Linked DNA regions of Rattus norvegicus: regions 1 and 3 are each linked to region 2. The links are chromatin contacts, called in public Hi-C maps. All regions are on one chromosome and are shown on one strand. The core of a region is the stretch at or near the end of the contact, and the rest is flanking DNA. Distances in the headings are between cores, read along the strand shown.

Region 1 (3,394 bases), core at 784-3,283, 510 kb before region 2:
ATTGCCCACACATCCCACGAGGCATAAACCCAGTAGGGTGGAGAGCAGCGATAAAAGGAGCGTGTGTGCACAACTGAGGTATCTCTGAAGCACATTTGGCACCAACTGGCGTTTAAAAAAATTAAGGGCTGACCTTGAATCTAAGATTCTCCTTCTGTATTCCCAGCTAAATGCACTCAACACTAAACTTAGGGTCTACGTGTAATTTCCTAAAGAGAGCTCTACAGTTCTCATTATTTTCTTTTTTTAAGAAAAGCAATTTAGGTTTTTAAAAATAAAGTAAAAAAAAAGATTTATCTCTCATGTTTAAAACATATTAAAGTTGATAAGCCACGACCCCCAGGTCCCCACGTCAGAAACCATTTGGCCTTGCAAAGCTGTGGGTCAAGCTGACCCACCCAAGACTGTCCACTCCACAAAGACAAATGACTTGGAGCTCTGTTCAGATAGGACAGGTTAGCATGGTACACACACAACTCCCAGAAGCTTAGCACTGGAGACATGAGAAACTGGAAATGAGTCACCAGGCTGTCAACTCTGCTGCTGTCCTTACCAAGCAAAGCACATGGCTTTGTACACCACCGACGCCAACCCACAAATATGAGGACCGTTGGTTTCAAACCGTCTGCATGTAGGTAGCCTTGATTCTGGGAGGGTACTGCACCTGTAAGAGTGTGACTCTCAATGCATAGGGCCATAAGCAACCAACCCTTGGAATATGTGTACCCCTCAACCTTTGAAAAAGGCAGCCTGGCCTTACAGATTGCATACACTGAAGATGGAGAGAGGCCTGTTCTTCAGAGACACGGATATTTCTGACTCTCTCTGAATGCTTGCAGCCCCCAATTTCTATCATTCAATGGATAACGTCACAGGCACTTAGCTAACATTTTCACACACACACCTAGGGCTGCATTCATCCCTGAGGCTCTAAAACATCGCTTACCCTCCTGTCAACTCTATCTCATCTGCAAAGTCAAGGGCCGGATGAGGCCTCTCAGCATCTCCTCTACTTCTGTGAGCTTTAATAGGATTATTGAACTATTACGATCAAAGAAGAAAATCTATTAAAAGTATCCTGCTTCTCTTCTCTCAGAACAGACCTAAAAGCGCTGTCAGAGAGAAGGAAGAATGATAAAGAACGAGTGACCCCAGGGTCTCCAGTTCACCCCCCATTCCCAGGCCTGCGACCATGAGAACAACTAACTCAGCTGCAAAGGTAAACCAGACAACAGGGAGGATTCTTAAGTTGAATGCTTCAAAATGACCAGGGCTAAGGACATCATGTAGGACTCAATGGGGTACTTGGCAGCAGGGTCAAGTTTTGAGGCCTCCCACAGGGATTTCTTCAGAACCCTTAATGGAAGACTTTTCACGTAACCCAGAAGGCTCAGCACCCAGATGCGGCTCACCTGATGAAGGTGGTCTTGCCAGTAGAGTATTGGCCCACCAACAGGACCATGGGCTTGTTGTCGAAATCAGCATCCTCCAAGGCCGGCGAGTGGAACTCGTGGAAGCGGTAATACTCTTCCAGAGGCAGCAGCTTGGTCTTGTAGAGTTTCTTGAGCCCCTCGCTCACGGTCTGGAAGACCTCAGGGTCCTTCTTGCGGCGATCATCGTTACCCAGCCAGCTGAACATTGTGGCAGCTGGAAGAAGGCTCCCGGGAGTGGCACCCGCCTAGCTCGAACCACGCCGCCACAGCTGCCTTACCAGAGCTCGGGGCTCAGATACACCATGGCCGGGGCTGCCCCAGCTGCTGGATCCAGTCCAGCCCCAGCTTCATCCACAGCGGGGTTGGGGAAGAGGATGCTGCGGATCGTGTCAGGAGAACTGCAACCTTGGAAATTAAAGACGAACCTGCCGGGAAGCCGAAGCATGAGTTCTGGGTCTCCCCAGTTAGGTGGCTAAAGGATTCTGGAGCCCCGCTGCTGCGGTGTCCAGGCTGCTGGGAGTAGGTGGAGGCGCACACAGCTCCGCATCCGCAGCAGCATCCCGCCGCCCCCGGCGCTCGTTTAAATGCTAGACGTGCAGGAAGTCCCTGAGAACTGGCAAAGCCCGGCCAGCCCCACGGTCAGGGCGACGCGAAGCCAAGCCGGGCGCCGCCATGTCTGTGGGCAGGCACTCTGCGGCCGCGCGGACTCTATCTGCAAAGCGCTGTTGCCAGAGTCCTGTGGGAAAGCGCAGGCATTTCTTTCCCAGCCCTGGGGATTGGACTTGGGAGCAGCGCCCTCTCAAGGGCGGCGACTAAGACAGCCTTGGCCTACTCTAAGGTTTTGAGACTCAGTTCCATTGGTCGCTGAGGTCAGTTCCCCAGGGATACTAGTATTGGGGACAATTGGGGGAAAACTCTACTGTATTTTCCTTGGGGCATGGAAACAAGGTGCCCCTGACAAGTGACATAAACAAAAATAGCAGTAACTAAACTTTTCACTAGGCCTGAGGTGAAGTGAAAAACATAAACCGTTTTTCCCTCTTTCTCACCGCCCTCCCCCCACGCGCCTAATGAAATAGGTAAAACCAGCAACACACACACAGGCAGGTAGTGTTTTGGGGGCAGCGACTTAATTTGCACACAACTGCATACAAAGCTGAGTCTTTTTAGGAGATGCAGCAGGGTGGAATTACAGCAGACAGGAGACATGGAAAAGGGAACCATCTTTTGTTTTTTCGTGGTCAATTTGACAGTGTCACAGGAAACACAAGGCTGTGAGATGTCTCTTCAAGCATGAGCTGAGAGAAGACCGGAAGGCATTTGAGGCCAAGTAAAATTCATAAAGAGAATTCAGAGCGGTGCAAAGAGTTTAGCAGAGCTGCGTTCAAGAAGGTAGATCATGAAAAGGCATAGAAGGATGCACACACCAAGATAGGAGCCAAACAAAAAATGAGAAACCCATAAAAATATCATTACCAATAATTGCTATATTAACATAATGCTCACCAAGCGCGGGGGCTGCTGGGGCTGCTGGGGCTGCTGAGATCTCAGGAAGCACCATTTCATCGCAAAATTGTAGCTCCCCTCTGGGGAAGATCAGCCAGGTGTGGCAAAGGGTGGGACAACAACAGTGAACAAAGTCAATGACAGTCCTAGCACTATTCTAACCAGGGAGGTGGCAAACTATTCCTCTCTCCTAAGGCAGAGGGCTCCCACTGCCCTCCCTTCCGCAAACAAGATAAAGAGCTAATGGACTAGATCAATCTGGGGAGTCTGGAAGCATCATCTGGAGGAGTAGAGGCTGTGAAACTGTACAGAACGTCAGGGAACAGCAGCAGTGGGAGAACAGAGGAGATTAGAGTCAGGAGACTCTGGGTAGGATTGATAGTCTGATAAACAGTGAGGGAGGAAAGGGAGGTGACCCAAAGCCAAGGGAGGTTTCAGATTTTTCTTCTGCTGGG
Region 2 (3,225 bases), core at 702-3,201:
TCTGTCACTTCTCACCTCCCACAGGACGCCTCTGGGGTGGGAACAGGTGTAAGCATCAAGGAGCAGACCTGGGGACCACCTGAGACAGGGGCCTGCCCTTCGCTCCTTCATCCCCGTTACAGTTCCTTCTGGGTACCACTCAGCAAAGCACCGAGAGAGAGGGCTGCTGTCTGGAGACTTAAATTTCAGTGCTGACTTCATGTTTAAATGTATGGCTTTGTAATAATGTCTTTCCTCTCTGTTGCCTCAGTTTCCCTGCAAGGGATTCCTTCCTTCTGTCAACACATTTCCAGGGCCCAATTATGAGCTAAGCAGCATCTAAGGATCATTTCTCTTGTGACAGCATACACATGGTTTTTTGTTTGTTTGTTTGTTTGTTTGTTTGTTTTTAATGACATGTCGGTGCACTGGAAGAAAAAGGAAAGGCACACTGTGCAAAACTGCAAACATAGACATCTCCATCTTCCCCTGCCCCAGAGCTGCTGTGCTTTTCCCTCTCTTGACTCTTGAACCAGTCATGTTGTGGGGCTGTAAATGTGAGTCTTCGGCCCACGTTTGGACTGCATTGGGGACTGCAGAGCGGTGGTATCTGTCCACCGCCGATCTGTCTCCTGTCTTTGCTGTGAGGGCAACTCGAAGCCAGAACAGGCGTGATGCTTCCTGGACTACAGATCTTTGTTTTGCTCGCGTCTTCCTTTTTGGCCACACCTGTCTTTCCTGCCAGATGCTTCCCTTAGCCCAGAGCCTGTAGAGCAGCCGTTCTTGCCCTTGCTAGCGCTGTGACCCTTTAATAGTTATGTTGTGGTAACCCCCAGCCATAAAATTACTTTTGATGCCACCTCATAATTGTAATTTTGCTACTATGAAGCATGATATAAGTATTTGTATTTTCCCTGGTCTTAGGTGACCCCCGCGAAAGGGTCATTTGAAGGGGTAGGGTTGAGAACCACTGTGGTAGAGGGATCCAGAGATTCTCTAGAGAAGGCATAATATAGAGGGACAAGTGTTGGCACGCTTGTTTAACTACATTATTGGGTTCTTATACCTCTCTCTGCCTCCCTTCCAACCCTTGTTCTACCCTAATCCCTTCCAAGCCCCCAACACTAGGAAGGAGAGAAAGAAGGTTAGAGGGGGAAGGGGGCATGGACCTCTTTACACTACTTCCTGCTTATTATGGGCATCAGGTTTCTAGGGGGAAATCCAATCTTCATCACCATAATACCTGGTATCCAGCAACCCAGCATATGCAACAGCAGGAGCCAGCAGCAGAGACTGGAGGTGGGGGTCGGGGGTGGGGGTGAGGGAGGTGCAGCAGCAGGGTGAGCAGCAGCTGCCTCAGGGTCCCTCAGCGCTCTCCCGTCTATACCCTCTCCAGAATCCCCATAATCAAACTAACTACAACTATCCCATCCTCTGCCCCAGAGCATGAGACAATGGTAGTTATCTGCTGTGGACAAACTGAGACGTCCCCACATCCCACACCTGAGATTAAAACAAAATCATATTCTCATAACTGCCATTTAAAAGAAACCAAAGTTATCACTACAGCTAAGCATGGACTTAGTTTCCAACTGTAACTCTTTTACTGGCCATGTGGTCCTAGGGTGGTATTTAACATTCCTGGATTTTGTTGTGTTTCATCTAGGGAGAGGAGGGGATAAATCTCCATCTGGCTGGGTCGTAAAGACCAAGTGACAGAGGCGATGTCCCTTTATTTAGCGAGGTTCTGAATCTAATCATTAGGTGGGGTGAATCACCACAAGTGCCGGTTCTGTGCCAAGACAATTATGCTACGTCTAGTAGTGTGATCAATATCCTTTCATTTTCTTCATCTCCGGTTCTTTTTATCTTCTTCACCACGACCTCCAGATGGCAGCACGGGCCACGGAACCAGAGCGTTTCTTTGCAAGCTGTTCCTTTCCCAGGATGCAGATGTTACTCTGTGACAGAGCCAGAGTAACAGTAACCACAGGCTGTTTGCTGGGTTCTTACTGCACTCGGGTATAGGGAGCACTTCTCACAAACAGAAGCTCAAGGGCTTTGGCTTTATGAGGAATGAAAAGGGTCTCTGATAGAAGCAGCCGCCGACCGGGAGGACCAGGAACCAAGCAAGTCCAATCTTCAAATCTGCTGGCTAGGCTATTTTCCCTACCATACTGGTCTTCTCTGTGAGTGCAGTATCGTCCTTCACCAATGAGGAGAATAAGACAGAAGGACAGAATGGAGCAGCCAAGAGACCAGGCTCCTGGAAATGTCCCATCATCCAAAGCACTGACCTTGTGTGATGCTTGGTGTGGACACTAGGAGAGATGAACCCCTGAATCGCCCAAAAGAATGTCTTCCATTCTCAAAGTGTTCTTTGCCAAAAGCCAAAACGGATTGTAAGAAATTCCCTCCAACTCTCTTTTACTGAGCCCTTTACCCACTGCATTTGCAACTCAGTCTCTAATCCCTTCATCCTAAGCATTCCTGGGGGAAATCCCTGAGCCAGCCACATGTACAAACATGTGCCCCTGCTGGAGCTTCTAGGGCAGCTGGTCAGGCTGAAGCACCCTTGAAAGCAGGGTAGGACAAAGGCTCAGACCTGTGTGTGGTATTCCTGAATCAGGCACACTGCCAGCTAAGGAAGCCCCGCTCTCTTCCCCTTTGTGCTCTGATGGCTCTCAGGGGAATGCTCATGTGTGATGTTAAGGATCTCAGTTCTTCCTCTCTGAAATAAGGAAAGGAAAACTTTGAAGAACAAGGTCTTCTCTGAGCTTAAAGCAATGCTAGGTCATAGAAAACAACTAGAGTTAGCTGGGTGTGCTGGTTTGAATAAGAATGACCCCCTTGCAGGCTCTTAGGTTTGGATGCTTGGTCACCAGGGAGTGGCACTATTTGAAAGGATTAGGAGGTGTGGCCTTGTTGGAGTGGGTGTGGCCTTATTGGAGGAAGTGTGTCACTGAAAGTGGACTTTGAGGTTTCAAGCCGGGACCAGTGTCTCTTCTTGCTACCTCGGGATCTGGCTTTAGAACTATCAGGCACTTCTCTAGCACCATGTCTTCCCGTGTGCCACTGTGCTCCTTGTCATGATGAAAATGGGACAAGCCCTCTGAAACTGTAAGCAAGTTCCAATGCAGTGTTTCCTTTATAAGAGTTGCCATGGTCATGGTGTCTCTTCACAGCAACAGATTACTAAAAACTCTGTGTATAACCCAGAGCAGCCATAACTGCTGTTTCCATCCC
Region 3 (3,451 bases), core at 762-3,261, 470 kb after region 2:
TTACCCTGGCTACACCCATGGCCTGCTTCACTACTGCCTTTGATGCAGAGTCTCACTCACTAAATTGTCAAAGCTGGCCGTGACCTTACTCTGTCACCCTAGAAGGCATTGAATGTGTAATTCCCCTGACTCTGCTTCTCTAGATGGAATAATAGGCCCATGCCACCACCAGCTGATTATTTCAAAGTAGGTCTCCTTTTCCAAAAACGGACTGTTTCCTTCCTTAAGTGTGTCCCAGACTTACTTCTCACAAACAAAACAGGACCAGAGTAATTTAGTGTGACTTCCACACAGTCATAGAAAGGAGTCAGCCTGGCTTTCTTTCCTAAGACCCTTGACCTTAGAACTCAGCCTCACAGTAAGTGGAATGTTGGTGTCTGTCACTTCAGCTGTGGCCAGCATCCTTATAGATTTAAGGTTGGATCAGCCTGTAGATCAGTGGTTCTTAACCTGTAGGTTGTATCGTCTTTGTGCATATGTGTATGTGTGTGTGTGTGTGTGTGTGTGTGTGTGTGTGTGTGTGGTGTTGAAGGACACTTTCACAAGAGATACCAAAGACCATCAGAAAGCATAGATATCTACATTACAATTCATAATGGTGGCAAAGTTACAGTTATGAAGTAGTAACAAAAATAACTTTATGGTTGGAGGTCACCACGACAGAGGAACCGTGTGAAAGGGTCACAGCATTAGGATGGTTGAGAAGGATCTACTCTTGGAGATTCCAGCTGCCAGCCTTCTAAGATCTAGAGATGCTTGTAAAATGGGAACAAGACTTCCTGTCTGTGCCATGCTCTGAATTTCTGAGCCATGGACACCGTAAAGCATTATTGTTCTGTGCTGGAAAGTATTGCGTTCATTTGTTGTGAGGTATTTGTAATCCCCTCAATTTAAAGTTGTCCCACACACATGTGCTCAGGTACAAGAAAGTGAAATGTCAAGATTGTAATTCTCTTTCTTGGGTACTCTGCTAGAGAGAAAGCAAATCGAGACTCACGTTCAATGAACCTGAGCCCACTTGTCTATTCCTACCTAGGTGTTGAATATTGGGGTCTGCCTCTCACTGGGCAGCCATGTTTGTCTTGGCTCCAACTTGAGGCCCATCTGAACGTGTCACGACAGAGCTTCATTTGCTAGTCCTACATACTGCTAGGTAAAATCGATTCTTCCTTCCTCGGTTCACTGTCCTTCCCAAGAAGCCATAGCTCAGTGCAGCAGTGAGGGTAGCAAGCCAGGCAACTCACTATTTGTCATAGTCGGGGTGTCAGTGCCTTTCTTGCTCACATGCTGGGATCCCAACACTCAAGGTGACAGCTGTCTGGAGGTGACTTGATCCCCATTAACAGGACTGATTGGAGGACCAAGGAGACCAACTCCCTTTACTCTTCTACCGCTCGTGGATGCAGAAAGAAGACAGTCATCTACAACCCAGAGGAAAGCCCTTAGCAGAACCCAGTCACATCATCTCCTAGTCTTACACCTCCTGGCCTCTGGAACTGTGAGGAGTGGGTCCTGTTGTCTGTAAGCTACCCAGTGTGTATTATTTTGCAGAAAGAAACCAAGATGCCTTCGTCACTGCATAAGCTTGGTGAGGACAGGCAGAGCCATCCCAGTCTTGTTCTTGGGTCCCTGTCGTGAGGTTATAAATCCAACCCATCAGTCCCCATGCCATCTACTCAGATCTGTGTTAAGTGTGACCTATTCCATAATGACTTCTCAGCTTCTCCCTCAGCCCAGAGACTGCTAACTTCCTCTTGGGTGGGACTTTGAAAATGTTCCCTCCGATGATGTCATGCCTCTTCTGGTGCCAGCTAACCTTGTGCCACTTCCATGGCACATGACCTTGCCCTTCTCAAGCTCTGTCTGTTCCACAGTTCGGCACCCCTGTTAATCCTTCCTCCGTCTCCTCAGGCTTCCCAGATGTTCAGTACCACAGTGACAGCCAAGTCCACCAGCTGGCAGCTGGTAATGGTTTTGAACCATGCTGACCAGCTGACACAGAGTTCACAAGGAATCTTAGAGGCTTCCTCAGTCGAGTGACTCATACTTGCTCTCCACCTAGAACACCAAGTTCTTAATCATACTGTGCCACAGAAATTATAATTCTACTTGTAGCCTTTGTCTCTGCAATGTCCCCTCAGCTTTCCAATGGTGTTCCAGGAAACTGGTGCATGCTGGGTCATCTCTCTCCTCTTTCAAGCCAGGATTAAAATGCAACTTTGGCTCACATCCAGGCATATGACTTTAGCACAAGAAGTATTGGACGCTGACTTTTGAGTTCCCAGATCCTTGACAGTACTCACCCCCACTGTAAAACCCACGCCTCCCCCCCAACATAGTAGAGATTTTGAGTGGAGTGAGGATTAATGAAGTACAGTATTGTTCTACCTCGTTTAATTTAATGGCTGCATCGTGTACTATGAATGTACCCTAATTTGTTTAACTAATCCCCTATTGAGGAACATTAAGGTAATTATTATTGTTATTAGATGAGCACTGAACCTTGGAAGTACACTCTTAAATGTTTTCCCTCCAAGGAAAATGAAGAAGCTGTTTGCCATCAAGCTAGCCACGCCTCCTAGAGGCGACTGCACCCCAACCTGAGACTCAAGGGCTCCTTATGAGTTGTCAGCAGCAGGAGTTGGCCCCTTAGGTATACACGGTGGGGAAAGGTTGACAGCAAAGCAAAGGACAAATGTCCAAAAAGCCCACTTATGACAACATAGCGAAAACATCTCTGTTACACTCAGCGATGGACTTGTGCCTTCCTGGACACACGTGTGGTTCTATTCTGACTCCTTTTAGGTGCTGAAAATGGTCAAATTTCTGTGAGTGAAGGAAACCAGGACTGGCATCTGCAAGAACAGCCCTCCTCAAATGAAGACCCGTTCCTGAGGTTCCTCACACATTACTGGCCCTGCTTTATGTCTTGTGACACTGCTACATAGCTAAAGGTGGCCACTTCTATGCAGGTGGAAGAGGGGAAGACTAGCTTAAATGTGTCCATCTTAAAGATAATCCAGACTCTATGAGAGACCACAAAAAAGACATGCATGGAAGCTAAAGACAGTCATCGGCAATTAGTACTGGCCGTGTGTCACGTGCTCTTCTGAATATTCTACAGGTCCCAACCCCTTTCATCACACAACAAGCTGAAGAGGTGTGTTCTATCAGCCCCATTTTACAGGTGGGGAGGCTAAGACACAGCAGGATTATATAGCCAGACCAAGAAAGGACAGGGCGACTGGGGATGTAGACCCAGGTGGTGTGGATTTTCTACCAGTCCTCTGTCTCCCAAGGTAACATCAGCTGTGTGGCAATGGCAGAAAAATCTTCAAGTGGGAGAGAAAAGAAATGAATGAAGGCAGCATCTTCTGATCGACACAGAGACTAATTCCTTCCACTTCTGAGAGGAAGACAATGTTATTAGGTTACCAGGCCGCTGTTTTCT

The links. Hi-C and Micro-C count contacts between places; a contact is called where the count stands out from the background.
Region 1: a contact with region 2 is called in a Hi-C map of Schwann cells, with 3 times the contacts expected there. The contact joins the promoter of Ehd3 here to the enhancer-like site in region 2. A contact is called at or near these places in 1 of 12 Hi-C or Micro-C datasets (Schwann cells) and 1 of 1 datasets of contacts at active chromatin or transcription factors (oligodendrocytes).
Region 3: a contact with region 2 is called in a Hi-C map of Schwann cells, with 13 times the contacts expected there. The contact joins two enhancer-like sites. A contact is called at or near these places in 9 of 12 Hi-C or Micro-C datasets (the A7r5 cell line, the Rat2 cell line, Schwann cells and 5 more).

What each region holds. Positions count from the first base shown.
Region 1 is chr6:27,415,412-27,418,805 of GRCr8, forward strand. It overlaps Ehd3 (EH-domain containing 3), which reads right to left and starts at 2,034. Exons shown (of 6, transcript NM_138890.3): 1 at 1,413-2,034. The coding sequence starts at 1,639.
Region 2 is chr6:27,926,095-27,929,319 of GRCr8, forward strand. No RefSeq gene overlaps it. Among named protein-coding and RNA genes, the nearest start is that of Capn13, 100 kb to the left of the region's middle. Within about 2 kb of position 1,952, at least 7 of the 93 cell types and tissues checked have an H3K27ac peak or open chromatin away from gene starts, as enhancers often do. A contact at or near this core is called in Schwann cells, where this site is marked.
Region 3 is chr6:28,391,115-28,394,565 of GRCr8, forward strand. No RefSeq gene overlaps it. Among named protein-coding and RNA genes, the nearest start is that of Ypel5, 31 kb to the right of the region's middle. Within about 2 kb of position 2,012, at least 8 of the 93 cell types and tissues checked have an H3K27ac peak or open chromatin away from gene starts, as enhancers often do. A contact at or near this core is called in Schwann cells, where this site is marked.